Linked DNA regions of Nothobranchius furzeri: region 2 is linked to region 1. A link is a contact called in public Micro-C data. All regions are on one chromosome and are shown on one strand. The core of a region is the stretch at or near the end of the contact, and the rest is flanking DNA. Distances in the headings are between cores, read along the strand shown. Region 1 holds the start of si:ch73-103b11.2 (early endosome antigen 1). Region 2 overlaps si:ch73-103b11.2 (early endosome antigen 1).

Region 1 (7,881 bases), core at 2,202-4,701:
ACCAAGGCGTGTTCCAATGTTCATGTTCTACCGAGGCGTCTGCCGTTTAGCTAGCTGAGCAAGGATATACGGGAGGGCTAGCCTTGGACAAAAATTTCCCAGAATACAGCGCGGTTATTCAAAAGAATGGCGGATCAGAAGCCAGCAGCTACTTCTGGGCCAAATTTCAAGTTTAAATGTAAGTCTAATGGTAGCTATCGGCTTTGTATTTGAAATGCTTTGTTTATGGCCAATGCAGTTATCTATGGTTGGTTAGTTGCTTAGTAGTTGCAGCTTCGGTTGCTAGAGGGCAGTAACTCGCTTACATATTTAATTTAACCAATATGTACACAATTTAAAAAGTAAAAGGCTCGTTACATATTTATACTGAAACTCACACGTGTAAAATTTAACGTTATCTCCTGTGTAGCGTGACGTCATATGACCACCAAGGAAGCAGTGGTCATGTGATGCAAGTCTGTTCGATTTAACCATTTTCTTTGACCAAGGAAGGACAGTGTCCTCGTAAGTAAAGCGCCTGGTCTCATAAGAAATCGCCTTGCGAGGTCAGGTGCCTTGACATTGAGGAACACCTCAAATCCTGCCGTCTGAAGCTCAGCTCTGGCTCACACTTCCTGAAATTGGTGCACCGCAGTTTTGTTTCCCCAGAGTTTGACTTACAAGATATTCATTCCAACTAGAGACCACTGCAAATGTATTGGTTAAATCAGAGTTCCACACCTTTAAAACACATTTTCAACAACTAAATTAATATTTTTATGCAAACGAATGTATATAAAATAAATAAATTCAGTGCAACTGAAAGGAACGCTGAATGAGTTGCAACAAGGACATGAATATATAACCTTCTAGTTGCAAGGAGGAAAAGAAAAACATTCAGTAGGCTTAATTACCCTAACTTGTCCCCGCTTGTCTTGTAGAGATTAACCAGGATTGTGTGTGTTTCTGCATGTGTTTGCTTCGTTGTGTAGCTCACCCATGACGATCACCTTCCATTTTCACGAATGGACAGAGGAGTTTCTATGCCTAATTTGTTGGAGACAAAAGCAAGTACCACTTATTTGTTTTATTGGATATGATTACTGATTTCCTGCAAAAAATAAATAATAAAACAAGGTTCTGTGGGCGGTGTTGCAGCTTGAACTTCAACATTAATAACTGTTCTGAGGTCAGTTAAATCACCTTTCACCATGTCTGAGAGTCTTTTAATAAACTGGCTCAGAAGCATCTAGACTTGAGAGTATATTTTTCTACATTTCATGATGCTTTAACTGTCTTAGCTGCTATGTATGTGCTTTACTTGATTTTTGTTTAGAAGCTGTTGCCTGCGTGAAGCTATTTTGTAACATGTCTTTATAAAAATACTCTTCCAAGAAAGATTACAGCTACAAATCAATCTGTGTTTGATCCCTGAAGGTCTACCCATATAAAACACTCACAGTTACAAACGGAGCACGAGTGAAGCTTCCCAAGGATGTGGACCGGACACGACTGGAGGTAAAAAAAATTGTAATTCACCTCATGCTACATATCTAATATGTGTTGCAAACATTCTGGTGAACTATAAAAGCAAATATATGCAGGAAAGGATTTTGTTGATGTTAAAACCACGTGGACCTGGCTTTTTTCTCCAGCGTCACCTTTCCCCAGATTCATTCTTTGAGATCTTTGGGATGCACATCCAAGAATTCGACAGACTCCCATTTTGGAAACGTAACGACATGAAGAAGAAAGCAGATCTTTTCTAAAAACCAGCCTAATTCCAGCCGTTCCTCTGGGAAATGAAAACTGGGATTTGCAGTGATTTACATGAGAAAATAACATATTACACATTGAAGCAAAAACGCTGACGGACCTGCGAACGTGAGAACTCATCTTGATTTTACTTCTCAGAAATGACGTTCACATAGAACATTTTGTAGTTTTGGTGAACGAGGTAGAATTTATGTAATTATTTGAGTTTGTCCATCTTTTTATTGCTGATATTTTATTGTGATCTTAACCGCCTTCCTGCAACTGTCCACTGAGCTTATTTTATTTTGTATTATTCTATTTAGCTTCATTTTTAGATTAAACTAAGTTATGTGGAACCACTTGATGAGTTTTAGGTTAAGGCACTCAAATCACAGCACACAGTGTGTTCTGCTAGACTTAATTGGTTGGTCTGTTTTTATGATAAAATATTAAAGTTTAATTCCTCTCTCTCTCTCTCTCTCTCTCTCTCTCTCTCTCTCTCTCTCTATGGATTGATAATCACAGAAATGTGTTTGATTATATTCCAGAAGAAATCACAAGTGCTTAAGTTTGTTTGCTGTAAATGTGATGACTTATGTACCTTGCAATTTGCTGTTTCATCACCAGTACGTCAACTACCTTAAATAAAAACCTTTCTAAATGATTTGTAAAGAACTTATTTATTCAAAGGTTCAATCTGATTGAGGTGAACTAGCCACAAAGGAAAACTCATAAAGATGCAATAAAAGCTTGTTGTTGTTTTCCAACCATTGCATTTTTACACCAACAGGGAGCGCGCTGGAGCTTTAAATCCACAGTCCATCAACGGTCATCTGCATCGGTGACGTCTTATTTTTTAAACACCGTGAAGAAGCAGTGAAAGCATTGTAAACTGACCTCTTTTGTGCTCCTGACCCTGGCCTTAGCATATATCTTATCAAGGCACATTTGTATGTGTACGTGTCCTTTCATTATTCGCTATTTAGCCCATCTTTGTTGGTTATTAACAAGTAACACATCCCTAAGCAAACAAACAAACAAACACAATCTAAAATTTGCTCTAACTAGTCTTGATAGCATATTTAGCAATATTGCGTTGGAGTTAATTTGCTCTTGTGGGCTCTTTAAAGCCCACCTAGCTTTCAATGAAAACATTAGACCTTTGGAAGCTATCTATTGGTCAGATAAGCCGTGCTCGTAGACGTGATTGGCTGAAACGCTGTCACTCCTCAAAAGCCCCTCCCCGGCTCTTCACGGACTGGAAGTTCTGCCCAAACGAAGATTTTCACGAAAACATCGACCGCAGACTGCGTAGCCACGGCCAGCGAGAGCAGCGGGACAGCGACGCGATGGATCCGGTGGCGTGACAGCCACGTCGATGGCGTTTCTAAAGTTTTACAGCCATGTTTGAGCGTAAAGAAAGACGATAGGAGGGTTAGGTTGAACGATAATGATTGCGGGCTCACTTGTTTGACAGAGAGGGGCCAAAGCGGACCCCCCTCTCCTCGGTTCGAGCCGTTCCGCCCGATGGAGGCTGATGGGACCCTCGCAGCGAGCTGGAGGCCCGGGGTGTCACCTGTGAAGCAGGGACAACTCGACGCAGGACGTTTTTGAGATCGAACTGTGGACACACGAGTGTGTAAAACCACTTATTTGACAACTCTTCAAGGCTTGTAGAGAAAAAGTTGACAGCTCAACATTTGCTGCACGAGACAGCTTCACGCGCAGGATGACCGTCGTTGATGCCACCCAACGAGAGGTAACAGCCTCGGTAGACTCGGGGCAGGTGAACGGCGCAACTTGCTAATGGGCTCCACTCGCTTTACCTTCTTTTAACGTAAATATTTACGCGTTTAAAAGTTTTTCTGTTTTGTTTTTGTTCTTCGGAAGGCGAATTTTGTTTAAAAGGACTTTTCTGCTCAAAGTTTGGCCCTTTCCAGTCATTGACCATGTCCCTAAAAGAAAACGCTTGTCGGAAGTTTCAGGCCAACATCTTCAACAAAAGCAAATGTCAGAACTGCTTCAAACCAAGAGAATCACATCTGCTGAACGACGAAGACTTGAATCAGGTGAGCGTCACCTTTACTTGTTATTATTGTGTCAGGGCTACGTTTGAAGTGGTCGAGTTGTTGGACAGTTAAGTGCAAAGGCGATGTTAATTGGACGTAATTGGTTAACACCCCAAGGGCTCATATGACATCGTTTCATGCACGTTTCATGCACATCTAAGCCTCCATCTTACTTTTTGCAGCAATATAACATACTGTGACCTCTATCTTAGTCATTTCTCTTGTTTAGCTGTTTACCTTAGTCATATGCTTCTTTTTTGTTTATAGAAGTTGTGTATTTTTGACTCACAAAGGTCTTTTGTCAGCCCCCAGGTGTCAACTCACACTGTTCTCACTGTTCTTTATGTTGATCAGTGGCTTTCCTGTCCTTTATTCTTTTTCTGACAAGCAGACGTCTACTCTGTTATGACTACATATTGTACACAGCTCTGGCAGTCATTCATTAGAATAGGTTGGCCATGATGTCTCTCTCTTAAAGTCAAAGATGAAAATCATGTTTTTTTGCCTTATGTTTGCAAAATGTTTCATAACTTACAGGATAATAAAGGATAAGTTGACGTACGTACACAGTTGACTAACTATTGGAGTCGACCATTACAGCTAACTGACATAGCACACCCCAAAAATGACACAAACACGGTCAATTATATAGATATTAAGCTCAAATTTGGTGCGTTAGTAGCTGATGGTCACCTGTAACACATCCTCCATGACCTAAACACTGTAGTGGCATCCAACATGGGCATTATCTGAAGTCTATCATGTCATCTTGTATGTTAGATACGATGAAACACTGGATGAATCTACATCTGCAACAGATTAACCTCTGAATATGGCCCCATTCTGAATGGCTATCATAGCTAATCAACATTAGCAAAAACAAAACTGGTTCAAACCTGATTATTTTTAGCTGTACTGGGATGAATGTGGTAGTAGCTGAAAAACTTCAAAAACATATAGCAGCAACAGATCATACAAGATTTTGTGAGATTGCTCATGACATCACTTTTATTCTTAAAATAATTCTACAGCAAAAGGATGCAGTTGTGCTTGCATGGTTTATTTCATGACATCTTTCACCTGATTTGCCTTTCTGATTCGTCATTGACACGGTCTTGTGTGATCAAAGGGAATTAGAGGCTGGAGCTGTTGTAAAATGAACACAGATCAGCATATTCCAATGAATCCTTTTAGCCACTGAAGGGTGAAAACCGACCTACATTGATCTCACTTATTCCTCTGTCTGGAGGAATTGCCATTTGGGCTCCTGTCAAGTCATGTGAGGAGAGTTATTTTTTCCAAACTGTGTATAGTCTTTTTTTAAATGCTTGTTTTCCACAAAATCCCTCAGTATTTTTTTCTTTCTCAAACAGTTGTTGCCATTTTCATGTTTTTATGTGTGTGAGTGTTTTCTATTGAGTCTGTTCAACCTCTCAATTGTCTGAAGTCAAGATTTTGGACTTTTTATCAAATATTTCTGGCAATTAAAGTTATTTACCTCACTTCAGCTGAGAAATGCACTTGTAATGAAAATGACAGAGGATCTTATGGTGCCATGTGTCTAGCCTTTTATATGGTAAGTTATAACTAATCAAACCCATAGAAAGAGAGGTGCCAGTGGGCTATAAATGTCAGAGCTCCACAGCTTGATCTAACGGCTGTTCTATAGACCGGGAAATGCAAGTGGATTATGTAAGAGGGTTGATTTGTTAAGCTCTTTAGGTTTAGTCAGGATTTTAGTGTAAACATCACTTGTACTTCAGTACATAGTCATGCACACCCAGGGTTTCTTTTTTTTTTCTTTCTTCCACACAGCAAACAAGTGCTGACTACTGCTGTGGCCACTGTTCAAGTATGTTCCAGAACAGTTTGAGAAAGCCCAGGCTGCCAGGCCATCTTGCGTCTCTCACTACACGTTTGACTTGCAAATCTGTGGCCACAAAACTCCCCAAGATTTGTGCTACTTCTCTAGTTGTCAGCCACTATTTTTCTTGTTTAACTTCGGCCTCTTGCTTCCTCCTCCCACTCACCGCTCTTCCCACTGACAGGATTAGAGAAAAGAATCATGTGTGTTAGGCTTTTCTTTTTTCCAGTTCAGGGCAACATGCTGCTCTGGAATACAGCCAACCAGAAAATGTAGCCAACTTTTATCTCAACCAGAACCAGAATTTAACGGCACTAGATTATTATTGCTGCTAATATTTAAAGTTGTTTGGGGCTGCTGCACATTAGAATGTGAGCAACTGAAACTGATCAAAATGCTAATGTTACAGCATTGTGGCAGCATTTAATCTTGGGAATGGTTTATGTATTTCTCTCTTTCTCTTTCTCCAGGCAAAACCTACATATGCAGGATGGTTGCTACTAGCACCCGAGGGAACAAATTTTGACAATCCCTTACACAGATCTCGGGTAAGTGTTCATGCTCACTCAATTTAAAACTGTTCTTAAAAGGCTGTAGTTCTGTCTCATCCAGCACTGCCATGAGTTGACATCATAATTAATTACGTTGATAATTAGAATAGAATAGAATAGACTTTATTGTAATTGCTCATGGCAATTAAATTACAGATGGTCCGCCATCAACAGTGCACAAGACAATAAATGACAATAAATGTGAAAACCATAAAGGACTAAAAACAATTTAAAAACATTTAGCAACAACAAGAAAGTACAACCAGTGATTTGGATCTGCTAAAACAATAATTTAAAATGATTTAAAACAGATTAGTCCACATTACTGATGGGGCTGTGGGGGGTTGAATGGTGCTGTTGTGTTGAATGTTCTGATGGCCCAAGGGAAGAAGCTGTTGGAAAGTCTGGTGGTATGTTATTTAACTGACCTTAAGCGGCGCCCTGAGGGCAACAGTTCAAACAGGCAGTGGGCAGGGTGGGTGGGGTCACGGAGGATAGCAGCGGTTCTCTTTAGGCAGCAGGTTCTGGAGATGGCCTCCAGGGATGGCAGGGTGCAGCCAATAATCCTCTGGGCAGTGTTTATTGTCCTCTGAACAGCCTTCCTGTCCTCAGCAGTGGAGCCTGCATACCACACACTCAGGGAGTAGGTGAAGGTGCTCTCCACTGAGCAGTGGTAGAAAGCCAGCAGCATTTTCTGATCCAGGCCACACCTTCTCAAGACCCGGAGAAAGTGCAGCCGCTGCTGAGCCTTTTTAACCAGAGCTCTGGTGTTGGCAGACCAGGACAGGTCAGCAGAGATGATGGTGCCGAGGAACCTGATGGAGGGGACACAGTCCACACACTCTCCATTTATGAGGAGAGGGGCGTGTGTGTGACTGTGTCTTCTGAAATCCAGAATGAGCTCTTTAGTTTTTTGTATATTCAGAGTGAGGTTGTTATCTGAGCACCACCTTGACAGATTACTGACCTTTGCCCGGTATGCTGCCTCATCTCCGTCTGTGATGAGGCCGACCACAGCGGTGTCATCTGCAAACTTGAAGATGGCAGTGGATGGGTGGGGTGCGGTACAGTCCGATGTGTACAGAGTGTACAGTAGGGGGCTCAGCACACAGCCCTGAGGAGAGCCAGTACTGAGTAGGATGGAGGAGGAGAGATGGGAGCCAAGTTTAACATGCTGTGGTCGATTTGTGAGAAAGTCTTTTATCCAGTGGCAGGTGGAGGGAGGGATCTGAAGGCTCAGCAGTTTTGAGATAAGAATGTCTGGGATGATGGTATTGAAAGCTGAACTGAAGTCAACAAAGAGCATCCTGACGTAGCTTCCTCTGGTCTCTAGGTGGCTCAGTGTTGTGTGCAGCGTCAGGGCGATTGCATCCTCTGTTGATCTGTTTCCCCGGTAGGCAAACTGAAGGGGGTCGAAGGAGGTGGGGAGACAGGCTTGGATGTGGTTGGAGATAAGTCGCTCCTGACACTTTGTGATTACAGGTGTGAGAGCAACTGGTCGATAGTCATTTAAGCTGTCTATGGAAGATTTTTTGGGGATGGGAATAATTGTTGCAGACTTGAGGCAGCTCGGGACTGAAGCATGAGACAGGGAGAGGTTAAACAACTTGGTGAGGATACCTGCCAGCTCATTGGCACACTCCTTGACCATGATCCCTGGTAT
Region 2 (7,881 bases), core at 3,666-6,165, 47 kb after region 1:
ACTGAGAGGATCTAGCAGGTCTAGTGGCTAAACTTTTGACCACTTGTTCAGTGTGCAGTGGGGCATTGCAATGCCATTAGGCAAATTTCAGAGCTCCAGCTGACTCATAATGCAGACAAAGATTTTTAATTGTACCTGTTCGAATTTTCCCAAGGCAGACGTGTTGTCATGGTCTTGTAGTCAGGCGCAATTAACAACAGTGAACTTGATCAGAATGGGGTCAACTGAAGGCATACTATGAAAACAAAACCAAACCCTAGTTGTAAGAACGTATACAGCTGGTAAAACAAAATTGTATAAGTTCATTAAAACATTAACTTACTTGTAGGACTTATCAGCTGAACACACTAGTATGCTGCTGTGTTCAGTTAGAAAATCTGCAAAGCATTCCTGTAGGGTTGGGCAATAAGTCAAAAATGTATCATTATCGAAAATTCCGACTCGTATCAAGATAATTTTCCCCATGTCAATAAATGGTAAAAAAATGAAAAGATGTGTGTAGGTTGGAAACATTCATGTCCCTTTAAGAAGCTGTACCACCTCAAGTCACTAAAAATGAGACTCAACATAATACATGTGACAGCCCCATCTAGTGGACAACTTTTGTTTCTGCGCTTACCTGTAGTTATTGTCCATTTATCGTTATCGAGGTAAAATCCTATATTTATCGTGATATTAATTTTAGGACATATTGCCCAGCCCTACATTCCTGTGAATGATATTATTAAAACAGGGCATCTGTCTTTTTAAATGAGATCATCCTGATTCCCCCTAAAACACATATGGGTTTTATTTTTGGTTACTTCAGCAGCTCCCATTCAGACCGTAAATAAAATACAATAGTCTGAAGTTCAGAGACGGAACTAGGTTTATTCTGGCTTTTCACATTTCCTATTTTGATCACAAAGAGATACTTGTTTGTGCCTCTTGTCTGATGTATATATTGTTGTGGATTAACAGCAATTGTGGTTCTGTGGACTGCGGTTGCTGACAATCCTACATTGTGTGAACTAGCACTGATTAACAAAGGATCCATTGTGAAGAGCAATGGCCCAGGGGAAACGGACAGGGTCTAGGTTAGGTGACAGAGGTGTGGATTTGGGGGCCTGGGTCTGGGGGCTTGAACCATGATGGTAGGGGGCATGCTTCAGTGCTGGAGGTGAATAAGCGCAAGACCAGCTGTACTGTAGTACAAAACCAAATGCTGGACTCTTAACTCGGCTTCATATAAAACACTGAAATCCCAGTCAGATGTTGGCAGTTTATTAAGAAGTTAATTTTCTTCACAAACATTGTCAGTCTGATTTATTTTCTGTCTGATGGAGAATCCAGTGCAGTGATTAGGTAAAAGGAGGCTTAAGCTGCTTGCGTAACCGTTGTCAGAATTTGAAATATTTAGCTGTTTATCCTCTGCTGACTTCAGCTCAAGGACAGTCCACCATGTGCAGTGTACTCTAGATCTGTTTACACGGACAGATAGCTGGGCAGTTCAAAGTCACTTCCTACAAACCTCTTTCCCCCTCTCTCCTGTCTCTGTGTAATATTCACCATCAGCTCAAGACCTTTCACCTTTTCATTAACCTTTATCCATTTCTGAGAATTACAAAGCTACCAACTCAAGCTTCTACTGGTCTCTGTTCAGTTTGAGGCCTGGCATTTACCCCGTTGCTCAGTTGTCATAACCAGACTGTTACTTTTACCTTTATGATGGGTCACATTAAAGCTTTTGAAGCAGTGATTATCTTTTCTACTGAAAACTCAAAATATCCGCCAAGCAATAATATCCTTTTGACTTTTAGGCCCAAGCTAGTTAGACTAACCTGATTTTCCATGTTTGCTTTGGCAGATTGGACTCCACCTTTTGACATTGATCAGAGCTGTGAATGAAAGGGACTTTACAGTGAGAGAATCAGCCAGGCCCCTCATCTTCTTTCAGGATGCTATTAACTATTGACTTCTCTGTCCACACCAGAGGCCGTTTGTCAGTCTGAATTGCTCTGTTGCTGATATGATACAGTTATGCAACACAGGCAGATTTTTTAGGTGGATTTCAAATCCTTTTAATTTAGTTTCCAGCTCTGTATCTTAATGTATTTCAATTAGCTCAAGGCTGTAATTCATCATCTGTGGTCTGATACTTAAAGCACAGAGCCACTGTGGTGTTTTTGTGTCTAATGTTCTATCTGCATGTTTATTGCAGTGACAGCAGGACTTGTTCAAACAGCTACCCGTTCCCAGTGCCTTCTCTTAAACAGCCTTTTGCTTCATTGTGCTAAAATAAATCCTCCAGTCAGCATACGATTATCCAGCCTTCTCCCAGGGTTTGTTGAAGACATTTAGAGGTCAGGCAAAGTAAAAGTCACATTTCTGAATTGGCTTTTATACATGCAGTTTTTTAATTCAAAATTTTTCTTAAAAAAAATAAAATAAAATAAAATAAAGTATAATCTCAGTGAGTTTAAATTGTGTTTGATATAATGTTATAGGTCTTTAAGTCAAATCACAATTGACAGGTCTTAGTTACAAAGAATGGAAATCAGTATTTTCCTCAGATTTTGACAGATGTCTCATATCCTGTACTCACTTTTGTCCAGTGACCTTATTTCAACCATTCATGCTGTTCTTTTGGACAGCCATCGGTCTTGATTTGATGCTAATTATGTTTGTGCATTTGAAAATTGTAAACTACAATCTTCAACATTTCACAACATTTTATGAGGCTATTAATCTAATTTTAAAACAACACAAATCTGAGAGTGGAAAGTTTAAGATGGGAACAAGTTAATGATTTTGTCCTTCACAAGAAGGAAAACAAGCTTCTTGTTGGATGTCTTTTCACTGTAAATGAGCCGTACTTGCTCACAAAGCCACCGTGTATGTACTTAACCCTCTGTTCTAAACCTTTAGTCACTTTACACAAGGCTGCATTATTCTGGGAGTCTCTTTGTGTTTGCTTTGGTTAATGACATCCATGTCAGCATTCATATCCTAGTCTGAACCTCAGAGCTACAAATCAGACGGATTAAACTGAAAACGATTGTGAAAATATGAACTTCACCTGTTTGTAAATAGAACAGAAAGTTCCTGTTCTACTTGGATGTTTATACTCGGCAGTTAAAATAATATAAAAGCTTTCTGTTGTTAAGGAAATGCTGTAATCATTATTAGCGTTTTATGATAAGCTAAAGTAGTATGATTTACTTCAAATAAACGAAAGAAGGTAAATGGAAAGAAAGAAAAAAAAATACTCATTTGAAGTCAAACTGCTACATGACTGTCAGGATTTACTTCATGAAACACACTATACTATTTAGTGTAAGTGTGTGAGACTTTGGTTGGGTATAAATGTCATCATCAAAGAGTGTGTGAGCAGCTTTCCCGAAAGCAAACCTACTTGCTTGTTGTGACCATGAAGACGTGATTTCTTAGAGCGCGTGTGGTCTCCCTATAACGTGGGATTCTACATTAACTTATAGAAGCTTGCACATTTCTGTGGAGGTGGAAAGTTACAAGTGTTAGTCTCAACCACACAAAGCGGCATACTGAATGCAGTTAAAAGAATGAAGGTCTTTATAGAGGCAAAATATTCTCTAGGGTCCTGTCGGAGTAGGGTGGTAGAAGGTTTCAGAGACACTCACAACTCACAAGCTCAGATGACTGCCCGCTTCTTCTTTGTTCTTCAGTAGTTTGCAGCCCTTTATTCTTGCTTTTTCAACAAAACCTTCCTTTTTAGTGTTTCCAAGAAAACCAACATCTGAGTAAAATATATCACACATTCTAGATTACATTTCTGTTGTTTCAGACTGCAAAATCCATGAAGTTTGATTACCTAGCCTTGTTTGACATTGCATTTGCTGTCTCGTCATCATTGTGGCATGTTCTATGCAGTTTTATTTGTAATGATATAATGATAAATCACCCACACTTGTATAGCACCCGTCAGAGTCAGAGGACTCCAAAGTGCTTTACACTACAATGTATCATTCACCCATTCACACACACATCCACACACTGGTGTGTGTAGTCACAGCTGCCCTGGGGCACACTGACAGAGGAGAGGTTGCTGAGTACAGGCATCACCGTTCCCTCCACCCACCACCAGCAGGCAACGTGTCTTGCCCAAGGACACAACAGCAGCTCTCTCTGCATGGAGACGGGATTGATCCTACAACCCTCCGATTACTGAACGACTCGCTTTCCCTCCTGAGCTACTGCTGCCCCTACAGTGCATAAGTGTATGTGTCAAGGATAGAGTTGAGATTATGGCCCCAAACTTTACTTTCATAGTAGTTTTCCTGTCTATGTCTTTGTGCTTATAGTGCATCCTTTAAAATAATGCACAAATAATGTAGTTTATGTAGAAACTTTATTTTAGACATTGCAAAATTTTAACGTGAGCTCCAGCAGGAACATTTTGCCAGTGAACAGACTGTTACATCATTCTGTGTTGAGCTTGGCTCTGCTTTTGTGACGAGGCACACCATGTGGAGAGTCTCGAGGACCCGTCTGTTCACTTCTCAACTCAACACTTGTGTGTGTGTGTGTGTGTGTGTGTGTGTGTGTGTGTGTGTGTGTGTGTGTGTGTGTGTGTGTGTGTGTGTGTGTGTTGTGATCCTCCAGCCTAGCACTCTACCCCAGGGTACGATCAATATGAACCAGTGCTCGGATGTCATCGACGGCGAGTCCAGGACGGGTCAGAAGAATTCTCTGTGCATCCTCACACCTGATAAAGAGCATTTCATAAGGGCTGAGTGCAAAGAAATCATCAATGGGTAAGAGGTTGCCATGACAACTACTATGCACTGTTATTATTAAACTTGGAAATGCATTTTGCTAGTACATGTAGTATTTTAGATAAAAGTAAGCTGAAGCAGAAGTTGTGTTGAATCTGTCCTCCAGCCATGACGGTTCTGCCCCCTGCTGTAAGCTTTCAGCTGTGCGTTTCACTGAGTTGTAATTCACTTGGTGACAGTGCACATTCTTGAAGTTTCCTCTCCCTGCTGCTCTCTTTGTATTTATTATAAATCTTCAGACTTTTAGACACAGATCACAATACACAACCTCTAATCTTCATAGTCCAGTTTTCTCTGCTTGTCTGAGCTGCTTTCTCCCTCTGTGGCTGTAGCTTACATGTAATGGCTATTCTTGGAGAACAGTGACTCACAACACCCACTGTTCATTATGTTACCTGCTCCATCACCAAACACCTCCTACGCTCCTATCATCTGGCCTCCATGTGTTGCTTCAGACCGCCATACTTGTCCTCTAAAGGTTGTCATTACCTGAAGCAATAAAAAATATTTTGATGTTTCCGTGTTTGATTTTATGCGTTTCTTTTAAATGTCTATTAACCCATTATTGAATTATGAAAACCATGCAGTCCGAGCACATTTTCATTTTAAAATGCGTCACATGGCTGCATCTATGACAGCTTTGAGTGTGACTCTTTACACCAAAGACTCCGAGCTCTTTGCTGGGTGGGTGTGTCGAACAAAAGCATGTTTGATCAGTGCTTTGTTCCACAGTCACTTGTTTATTTTAGTGCTTTTGTCTACGAGTGTCTAAAAGAATTATTTAACGTTAGTAAGTAAATTCTTAGATAAGTATTCTTTTATGGTATTAACATTCAATATTTGTGCATTAACATTGTGCATTTTATCAGCAGGCATTTATGGTTTGATTTTAGTCTTTGGACAACCATGTGTATAAATCCATTCTGAGTACCAAGTTGGTTTTATTATTTTTGGGAGTTCAGATAACAGAGTCTACTTTGTAACACACAGGTGGCAGGAAGTTCTGTCTGTGTACCCCAGGACCAACAAGCAGAACCAGAAGAAAAAACGTAAAGTTGATCCTCCCTCTCACCAGGTAATTCACTCATCTTTTCCACAATGACATTTTATTTCTTCTCTCCCAAAACAAGGAAAAGTAATGAACAGCCAAACTTGGCTGAAGGCTCTGCTTATAGAGCTCTTTCTTTGTTTTAGGAAGATTTTCAGATTCTTTTTGTTCCACTCGGTAACCTTCGACAGAAACAACAGTTAACACAGCAGTGTGTGTTTGGACTAACACTGATTTTATATAGGTTCAAATAAATGTTTATTAGCATTTTTCTCAAATACATTTTCTTGTTCTGCATTTACGCTACAGACTGATCTTTATTGTAGACTTGATTTTGTTAAAAGTAATGCATTGAAACTTGCACCACAGAAGGGAACACTGGCCAACCAACTGGTTAATTCACCTGTTCCAGTCTCTAATCCCTTCATCATATTATGCTTCCATAAACCTTAATATTTGTCATCATCATCATCACTCGTTTAGTCTGTGTTTTGACTGCGTTTTCAAGTCTGGTGTCTGTGAACTTTTTTGAACTCTTAGCATAAACACCGTCCACCACGTTCCCTGTCCCACTCGTCTCTGTGACCTCATCCCACCTCATCTTTTGTTGTTCCTAATGACTAAAAAATACAGTGACACCTAATTTTGCTCAGACCAGTAAGTGACAGATGAGTACGAACTTTTGTAGCTCTTGCAAAAGCACTCATGCTCTGCTGAACCCCAGGACTTTGTTAAACTTGGGAAAGGTACAATTTGAATTCAAAGGCTACAAAGTTGTTAAATTCTTATGCAATTCTTATATAATTACACATTTTTAGAATAATAAATATATTTGGAATGGAATAGCAGCATGCAGAAAAATAAAAGCATATCTTAGGAAAAAAGTATAATGGATTTCATAAAGCCCTAGTATTGAATATCAACAAAACAAATATTTTCTGTACTTTGTTTTATCGTCATACTACCAACAGTTTTATCAACACTTATTTCCTGTACAGGTCCTTCTCAAAAAATGTGCACATTGTGATAAAGTTCATTATTGTCTGTAATGTACCGATAAACATTAGACTGTCATATATATTAGATTCATCACACACAACTGAAGTAGTTCAAGCCTTTTAATGTTTCTAATATTGATGATTTTGGCGTACAGCTCATGCAAACCCAAAATTCCTATCTCAAAAAATTAGCATTTTTCATCCGACCAATAAAATAAAAGTGTTTTTAATACAAAAAAGTCAACCTTCAAATAATTATGTTCAGTTATGCACTCAATACTTGGTCGAGAATCCTTTTGCAGAAATGACTGCTTCAATGCGGCGTGGCATGGAGGCAATCGGCCTGTGGCACTGCTCAGGTGTTATGGAGGCCCAGGATGATTCGATAGCGGCCTTAAGCTCATCCAGAGTGTTGGGTCTTGCGTCTGTCAACTTTTTCTTCACAATATCCCACAGATTCTCTATGGGGTTCAGGTCAGGAGAGTTGGCAGGTCAATTGAGCACAGTAATACCATGGTCAGTAAACATAGTGGTTTTGGCACTGTGAGCAGGTGCCAGGTCATGGTGAAAAATGAAATCTTCATCTCCATAAAGCTTTTCAGCAGATGGAAGCATGAAGTGCTCCAAAATCTCCTGATAGTTAGCTGCATTGACCCTGCCCTTGATAAAATACAGTGGACCAACACCAGCAGCTGACATGGCACCCCAGACCACCCAGACCATCACTGACTGTGGGTACTTGACACTGGACTTCAGACATTTTGGCATTTCCCTCTGTCCAGTCTTCCTCCAGACTCTGGCACCTTGATTTCCAAATGACATGCAAAATTAGCTTTCATCCAAAAAAAGTACTTTGGGCCTCTGAGCAAAAGTCCAGTGCTGCTTCTCTGTAGCCCAGGTCAGGCACTTCTGCTGCCGTTTCTGGTTCATAAGTGGCTTGACCTGGGGAATGTTAGCCTAGTGAACTAGACCAAATTCTTGCTTTGCAAAGTTTGGTCTAGGAATGCTCCACTGGAACCTCTGCAGCCCCAACAGCATTCTG

What was found. Hi-C and Micro-C count contacts between places; a contact is called where the count stands out from the background.
Region 2: a contact with region 1 is called in a Micro-C map of tail fin, with 15 times the contacts expected there. The contact joins the enhancer-like site here to the promoter of si:ch73-103b11.2 in region 1. A contact is called at or near these places in 2 of 2 Hi-C or Micro-C datasets (skeletal muscle and tail fin).

The regions. Positions count from the first base shown.
Region 1 is chr16:31,990,046-31,997,926 of NfurGRZ-RIMD1, forward strand. It overlaps si:ch73-103b11.2 (early endosome antigen 1), which reads left to right and starts at 3,452. Exons shown (of 25, transcript XM_015963427.3): 1 at 3,452-3,803; 2 at 6,138-6,215. The coding sequence starts at 3,684. LOC139063451 (actin-binding LIM protein 1-like) reads left to right here. Exons shown (of 5, transcript XM_070545308.1): 1 at 1-10; 2 at 64-178; 3 at 972-1,046; 4 at 1,417-1,497; 5 at 1,635-1,976. The coding sequence ends at 1,748.
Region 2 is chr16:32,035,631-32,043,511 of NfurGRZ-RIMD1, forward strand. si:ch73-103b11.2 (early endosome antigen 1) reads left to right here. Exons shown (of 25, transcript XM_015963427.3): 4 at 4,621-4,772; 5 at 5,784-5,868. Among protein-coding and RNA genes, the nearest start is that of prr35, 43 kb to the right of the region's middle. Within about 2 kb of position 4,916, at least 1 of the 3 cell types and tissues checked has an H3K27ac peak or open chromatin away from gene starts, as enhancers often do. A contact at or near this core is called in tail fin, where this site is marked.